Regions from separate parts of the Zea mays genome. Here region 1 is linked to region 2. Evidence: chromatin contacts called from public Hi-C data. All regions are on one chromosome and are shown on one strand. The core of a region is the stretch at or near the end of the contact, and the rest is flanking DNA. Distances in the headings are between cores, read along the strand shown.

What was found. A called contact is a pair of places that touch in the nucleus more often than the background predicts.
Region 1: a Hi-C map of leaf shows a contact between it and region 2, with 1.8 times the contacts expected there. The contact joins the promoter of LOC100383582 here to the enhancer-like site in region 2. A contact is called at or near these places in 3 of 25 Hi-C or Micro-C datasets (all in leaf).

The regions. Positions count from the first base shown.
Region 1 is chr1:244,376,935-244,381,044 of Zm-B73-REFERENCE-NAM-5.0, forward strand. It overlaps LOC100383582, which reads left to right and starts at 1,283. Exons shown (of 2, transcript NM_001176230.1): 1 at 1,283-1,700; 2 at 2,124-3,481. The coding sequence starts at 1,640. The coding sequence ends at 3,214.
Region 2 is chr1:244,301,241-244,305,234 of Zm-B73-REFERENCE-NAM-5.0, forward strand. No RefSeq gene overlaps it. Among protein-coding and RNA genes, the nearest start is that of LOC103643539, 43 kb to the left of the region's middle. Within about 2 kb of position 2,446, at least 10 of the 20 cell types and tissues checked have an H3K27ac peak or open chromatin away from gene starts, as enhancers often do. A contact at or near this core is called in leaf, where this site is marked.

The DNA.
Region 1 (4,110 bases), core at 33-2,532, 75 kb after region 2:
CATTACTAATCAATACTTATATACTACTACGAGTGGTTTAGTATATCTTCTAAATTTAATATATACATATATAGGGTTGTGATTATACTCCTCTCTAGCAATAGTGATTTTACTCCTAGTTTTTCAAATTTGTGATTTTACCTCTTCATTTTAAAAACGAAGCGCTACCATACCCTTACGTCATTATGTAGTTAACAGTGTTAAATCTGATGCGAAAAGACAAGGATGCTCATGTAATTTATTGTGATTTTACCCTTATTATATTATTATATTACGTAATTATGATTTTGCCCCTGTTAGGGTTTTGTGCCCATATAGAATAGAATAGACCTTTCGCTCATTTCTTTTCTTATTTTTTTATTTTTGAATCCCTATTTCTAATTTTTTTTTGGCTAACTGCGTTGAGAGGGAGGAGTAAATGGTAGCTTTGTTTTCAATAAGGATGGATAAAATCACGAAATTGAAAAACGGAGGGCAAAATCACAATTGCAAGACTAGTGAAGGGTATAATCACGATTGAATGGTTGAATGTTTATCTCTGAATGACCGAAGTAAACCTTGAATTGTTGAGTGTATCTTCCTCGTAAAATTTTAAAAACAACAAATGATTGAATATATTGTTCCTGTTATACGTTAATGTAAATCTTAAATGGCTAAAGTAAACCTCGAATGGTTGAACTAAACCTTGAATGGCTGAATATTTGGTGTGGTGGACGGATCAGTCCCGTTAATTACACGCGGTTGGTGCAGTTAATTTGTTCTCTGGTCGGCTAGTCCGGATGGACCTTTTGATTCAGATGATAGACTTCATCCTGCGAGATGATTAGCATGTGGGTACATATATATATGGAACGTATTAGGTGCAAACCGTGCCAGCAGTCATAGAATGTTTCTTTGAAAACAACTTTTTCAGTGTGCATCAGCTTTCAAATCGACCATTCCATCTCACATGATATAATTTTTAATTATAGATTTTATACTTAAACTCAAAATACTTACCAGGTTTGAAGGATAACCCGAACTCAAGCCGACGACCTCGAACAGCGGAACAGGGTTCCCATTTGGCAGTTGGGCACATGAGACGCAGGTGTCCTTGTTCCTGCCCTCTCCCGGTACGTACCATACATGCATGATTCATTGTGCTCCGATCCTGGTGCAAAGTGCGTAATAGCGTAGCGTTTAATTAGGTGCTGTGTGTGTTTTGTGAAAGCTATGATATGCTGCGGCTGCTGATAAAGCAGCGAAAGTGATGCCCCACTGGAAAAACGTCCTGCTCCGGCTACCTCCTCCAACTCTTCTCCCTCCGGCCGTTGGTGGGGAGGAGGACGGAAGATAGCATCGCCACCAGCTTCTTTTCCTCCCTCCTCCTCCATCATCCATCTCTCTCTGCCTCTTCCTTCCACCTGAAGGAAGCCGGTTCGGGCGTCCTGCTCTCGCTCAGCTCGGCACCCCCGCGGAAACCGAACCAGGAGAGCCCAGCCCCGTCTTCTTGGTTGCTCGTCTCTCTGTTTGTCAGCAGCCTGCTGCTGCTCTTGCTTCGGCTTCAGAGAGGCGCCAGGGCGCCCAGCGGATTGCCTCCGTTCTTGGTGCTCTCCGAAGAAGAGATAGTAGAAGATAGAGATCGGAAGGATTGTCTCCCATGGGGAACTGCTTGGGGGGCAGCTCCTACGTCAACAAGGTCTCCTCCACCGCAAAGCCAGGTGAGTCTAGTTCCTCCGCCGGTTCTTGCCTTGCTTTCTCCTTCCACATGTCTATACCCTTGATTGAGCAGAGCTCTGTGTTGCGTTCCACAAACGCCTGTATTCCGAGCAAAGAAGTAGAACTGTAAAAGTAGGAGGAGTATATGCTTGTGGCTTTCTTGGCACTCTGTTTCGGTTTTCTAGGCAACCCGAATCCAGAACTAGAGTCTAGAGGATCGTTTTTAAAATAAAACAGCAAGCCTGTTTAGTTCGTAATCTCAATTGAATCAGTAGAACTGCACCTTAATCACAAACAAAAGAAGTTAATTAATTATGAGGAAGAAGCTAATTAATTGGACCAATAAATCCTTACCAATTATTTTCTGACGTTCTCACGACGCTCTTGGCTTGGCGTTTCAATTCCGGGATTCGGCCGGGGTGCAGAGAGTCCTCCTAAGGTGCAGAGCCCGTCGGAAGTGGACCGGAGCGACGACCGCAAGCTGCCATCGAACCCGGGCGAGGTAGAGGCCCTGCGGCGGGGCGCGTCGGCGGCGACGCGGCGGAACCCGCTCGTGGCCTTCTCCTTCTCCGAGCTCAGGACGGTGGCCAACGACTTCCGGAAGGACGCGCTCATCGGCGGCGGCGGATTCGGCCGGGTGTACAAGGGTTCCTTCGCGCCGCCGGCCGGGGCGGCAGACCCGAGCGGCGGCACCCTCCCGGTGCCGGTGGCCGTCAAGGTGCACGACGGCGACAACAGCTTCCAGGGCCACCGGGAGTGGCTGGCGGAGGTGATCTTCCTGGGCCAGCTCTCCCACCCGAACCTGGTGAAGCTGGTCGGGTACTGCTGCGAGGGCGAGCACCGCGTGCTGGTGTACGAGTACATGGCCCTGGGCAGCGTGGAGTCGCACCTCTTCTCGCGCACGTCGCCGCCGCTGCCGTGGGCCACGCGGATGAAGATCGCGCTGGGCGCGGCGCGCGGGCTGGCGTTCCTCCACGACGCGGAGCCCCGCCCCGTGATCTACCGCGACTTCAAGACCTCCAACATCCTGCTGGACGCCCACTTCAACGCCAAGCTCTCCGACTTCGGGCTGGCCAAGGACGGGCCAGTCGGGGAGCAGTCGCACGTGTCCACCCGCGTCATGGGCACCTACGGCTACGCGGCGCCCGAGTACATGATGACGGGCCACCTCACGGCGTCCAGCGACGTCTACAGCTACGGCGTCGTGCTGCTCGAGCTGCTCACGGGGCGGCGCTCGCTGGACCGCTCACGCCCGCCGCGGGAGCAGGCGCTCACCGACTGGGCGCTCCCGGCGCTGCCGCACAAGAAGCGCGTGCAGGGCATCGTGGACCCAAGGCTGGCGGGCGCCGGCTGGGACGACCCGCCGCCCGCCAGGGCCGTGCAGAAGACGGCCATGCTCGCGTACCACTGCCTCAACCGCAACCCCAAGGCGAGGCCGCTCATGCGCGACGTCGTCGCGTCGCTGGAGCCGCTACAGCAGCCGCCGGAGGACCCAAACGCCCACGCCGCCTTGTGATGTGAGTAGTGTGTTGTTGAGACATCGGAGATCTGCCAATGCAAGCTGCTGGCCGGATGAAGTGCAGCAGGAACGGCGGCTGGCTGGTCGGGGCTGTCCTTGTCCTTCCCGGCTGTCCGTTCCGTGGAACGAAAAGGAACGAAGCAAGGTACATGATGTGACTGATGGAAGTATGTGCGCGTGTATCATATGGTTGGTACTAGCTTAGCTAGGCATGGGCAGAGACGATACATGCATCATTGCTTCTTCATTGTTTCCAGTTTAGTTATTGGCGCGACCGGTTCAGGTTATAGATGTACATCCGGTCCACTCGACACGGACATGGCTCAGGCACGCTCAAACCCGACATGAAGAGTGTTGTGCCTGGCACGGCACGAGATTGGTCTGGGCCATGTCGAACCGGGTCACAGGCCTCGAATCATGTCCAATCACGGCACAAACGGGCTTAGGTTAGGCCATGCCGACCCGACAACCCATAGGGCCATCACGGGTTATGCCACCCACTCGCGCGGCACGTCTAACTTCACATAAAATCCCAGATTACATAGAAAAACCTAGATTTCACAAGAAATCCCATAGTACATCATAGAAACAGGTTTCAATAATCACTAAACATTTGTAGGAATATTTCAATCTCACAATTCACAAGCACAAGACACAAGCACACATAAACATATGAAATGAGATAATTATGGAGCTGTTAGTGCAATAGCCACCTCATTAAAAACCTTTTTAGGCAAAAAAAACTTACCTCGTGAGAGAAAAAAACCTAAGGAAAAAAGAGTGCAGCCCAGCTCCTAAGACAAAAGTTCATCAGTTCATACAGTCCATTACAAGAATAAGAGGGTACAGGAAGTCAGGAACTGAGAAGCAACCAGCCAAAACTAAGCTCTACC
Region 2 (3,994 bases), core at 1,196-3,695:
TAGTGAATGCAATGTTAGCGATGATAGCGATTATCTAGGCGGCTAAGCCTATTGGGCAATGATAGCGATTATACAATTAGCTAGGCAGAGGACGACCTTTATTAAAAAAAACAAAGGCGTCTATATGATTACAAATAGATACCGAACCATATTAAAATAGACAAGGAGAAGAGAGCCAAGAGTAGAACTTTGTCCAGCCAGAAGATCTTCCGAAGTCCATTCACATTTGCACATTAATTGCAAAGTGGCTTTCTACGAAGGGGTAGCTAATATATATAAAATTAAATGACATGTGTACTTTAGTTTATTGCTGCATTCCAGCCATTTTTATGGGAGTTCTATGGCCTTAGCTCACAATCCCAGCCACCAGAAAAGGTAGAACAGAGAGTATACCGTCAGGGCGTCAGAGTTTTTTAAGGTTGTGGCCATGGAGTCATAGCCCGGTGAGCTGGGATTGACCAACACGACAGCGGCAGCTTTTCCTTCACTAGTCAGGGCGCGAGCGTGACGTCCAACTCGGTCCCTTAAATAACCATGTAGGACGATATCAACACAACATTTTGTCCTAGATCTCATACTTACACGCTTATAAAACTTAATTCCTTTATTTATAATTCTCACTTCTTAATAGATTAGTGACAACGATACATAAGACCAAAGCGTTACGACATCCAACCATGCTCCAATGATGAATTAATGACAACAAAACATATTTCTATCTCAGAGTAGAGAACTTATTCTTGAGAGAGATGGTTGCACTGACGATCCTTTAAGAGCATGTACAACCTAGATATATCTAAGTAACCCCTCCATAGAACCCAATATATTTATGTCTTGTATATTATTCACTAGAACTTCTTAAGATACGAATAATTTATGTGGGTTGTATGTGGTAAAACCGTATCTAGATTTAAAGAACCGTGCTAGAGACGTTCCTTTACCAAGATCCGTCTCTTATGTTTTTTTACATTTACCATTTTAATACCCCTTAAGGTACGAAGTATTTATGTGGGTTGTACATGTCCTAATCTAGAATCATAGGTGCTCCATTAAACCCACGATGACTACGTGTTTTCTAAAACACGCTCGGTGGAAGCCCTCTAGTGAGCAAACCCGCAAGCATTTGATAGGATGAAAGTTATATTTAGACTTAGAGAAGGCACGAGTGTCATGAAAAACTTACCTGCATCTCCATACTATTCAATAAATAAAAGACCTCTGCCTATCCATGCGTTTACACAACAGTAGAATATATGACCCACAATGGGTTTTAATCTTCATGAAGAATTGTTAGATGCTCAAATTTGATCTTGTTGGTCTGGACTTCAAAGTGAAACCGGGAAAAGAAATTCTTAGGCCTGAACAACACACTGAGCTCTGATCATGCTAACAACAACAACAAAAAAAAGCACCGCATTATGTGTCTCAATAGGGCAAATAGGTGCCCTGGAAATTGAACTGAAGCACTACCCTAAAGTCAAATCAGAATCTGTAGGAGTGACCATTATTAATTAACACCACTTTTAATTTTCTTCGTACTATTATCGACAACCAACTGGTCCGTCTGCTACGAGCTCAACAAAATCTTTTATCCGTTCTTCAAGCGTCATCATGGGTGAATTAAGGCAATCGTCTTTTCATCTTTTTTGCAGTTCCACTATAAGAAGAACAAAAAAAAAAAAAGATGTACTAGTACTGGCTTTAGCGTATAGTCATTTAGCATCAGGCAGCTACTACGGATGCGAAGTATCAAGCCATTGGAAAACAATAGAAAAAAAAGGATGCAGCTTGTACCTTAATTCCACGAGAAAAGCATCGGAATCTCAAGTCATGCCAACATGCTCACACATCAGAGTGACAGGTGAAACATTGCACACTTTAGGCGTTAATTAGGGGGTTATTGTTGTTTCAATGTGTTGCAGTCCTCCTCCTCCAATAGGCTTTTGCAGTTGTTGGCGGTCCTTGTCCTGAAATTAATGGAGTTACAATATTCCGCAACAGGTAATTCTCTACAATAGCATGATAATGACCTCGGCCCTTTGAATGCTTCTGCCCTATAGTGCGTCGACTGTGACTGTGACAATGTGACCCAGTACGTAAAGGCAATATGCTAGCTTTGCTCCGGAACACGCACGGATGCACGCTACACCCCGCGGTGGTCGTCAACCTTTTATATACCAAAAGCTACTACCACCAAACAACCTTTGCACTGCACACAACACGCGGTTGCATTCATGGAACCGTGCACAAGCAAATTCTACGTAGTACCGGACAAGCCAACCTTTTTCGTCATCCACCCAACCGGACAGAAGAGGCGTCTGTTTATTATATTTCTCTACATGCAAATAGCAATCAGGAAGAGGGGTTGGTCCGGTGGTGTAAGAGATCATCCAGAACGACTGACTGACTCTGCTTGTCCAAGTCGGAATGGAGAAGCAAAGATCAAGTCCATGGCCGTCGCCGTCGCCATCCGCCATCCGAGCAGGGCTCGTTCCAACAGCGGCCTGGGTCATCTCTATTAGGGGTCATCTCATTCGATTTTGTTACGAGATCAGGTTAGATGTCGCTATCGCTTTTTGATCGAGAGTGCAGTAACAATTGTATCACACAGCTATGGTGTAACGTTTGGTGCCGTTTAGTTCACAAAATGAATATAAATGGTAACAGTAATGGTTCGCTCTCTATTATCAGTGATAACAATATTTGTATAGACTGGTATCAATTTTTAGTATGTTATCCGATTACAGTTAGACTTAACACAACAACACTCCACATGACTTTCAGCGGCCAACCTTATTTTTGGTTCGGCCACCAAAAATAAGGGTTGATTTTCGGCGCCACACGGAAGCCGGCCGCCGAAAATAAGTCTATTTTCGGCGGCCACTGACACAGCCGGCAAAAATAAACTCTTATTTTTGGCGGCCGAAAATAGGGCGTTTTAAACAGTCGCCGACCTTCTTCTCCTTTCTTCTCTTCGTTTCCTCTCGACACGCGTTTTCCTTCCTATCCCTTAGGGATGGCAATTTTACCCACGGGTTCAGATATCCGACCCGTCGGGTACGGGTTTGGGCACAAAATTTAACCCGTGGGTCTTACCCGTACCCGACCCGATTTTATTACGGGTCAGGTACAGATTTGATTTCTTACCCGCGGGTACCCGACGGATATCCAAAAATAGTGATTTTAGATTTTCAACCTATCAGTACGCTAGCTAGCCGTCCACCCTCGATAGTTCATCCTACTGCCATCCCTCCCTGTCTGCTGATGCTTCTGATCTGGTTATAGTACTAGTGCCAGTATGTTTGATAAAGTGCCAGTACGTAGTACCAGTGCTATCTAGTACAAGTACTTGAGCTAAGAGTGTTAATACACCAGACGACTATGCTAGCTACTCTCTGATTTTGACGAGTTGGAAGTTTATTAACAAAAAACATTAGCAACACATGTCCAGGGCTACATCTACACGACTGCACTGTGCAACAACATTATGTGCCTCTGGTGATCATGGCGATGTGCGACGCTCAGAACTGCACTAGACTTCATTTAGGGAGAATGCACCAAGCTGCTATACCCGACGGGTACCCGATATCCGCCCGATACCCGATGGGTACGGGAACGGGTACAAAATTTTACCCGTGGGTATAGTCATGGGTGGATATGGATAATCCCCGCGGGGATGGTCGCGGGCGGGTATTTACTCTACCCGATCCAAAACCGACCCATTGCCATCCCTACTATCCCTGATTCCTAGCCGCCAGCCGCTCGCCGCCCCACCACCAGCCGCCCCCGCCCCAGCGCCAGCCCCGTCCCGTCGTGCCGCACTCGGCTCCCGGCCACCGCCACACCATCCTCCCGCCACCGTCTCCGCCGAGCTCTTCCCCATCAAAAGGTTAGTTTTTTTGCGTATTTTATTCCATATTTTCGGCGACCATTATTTAATTGCCGTCGAAATTAATATATATTTGTAATTGTGTTTGTTTGATTAGTGTGCGAT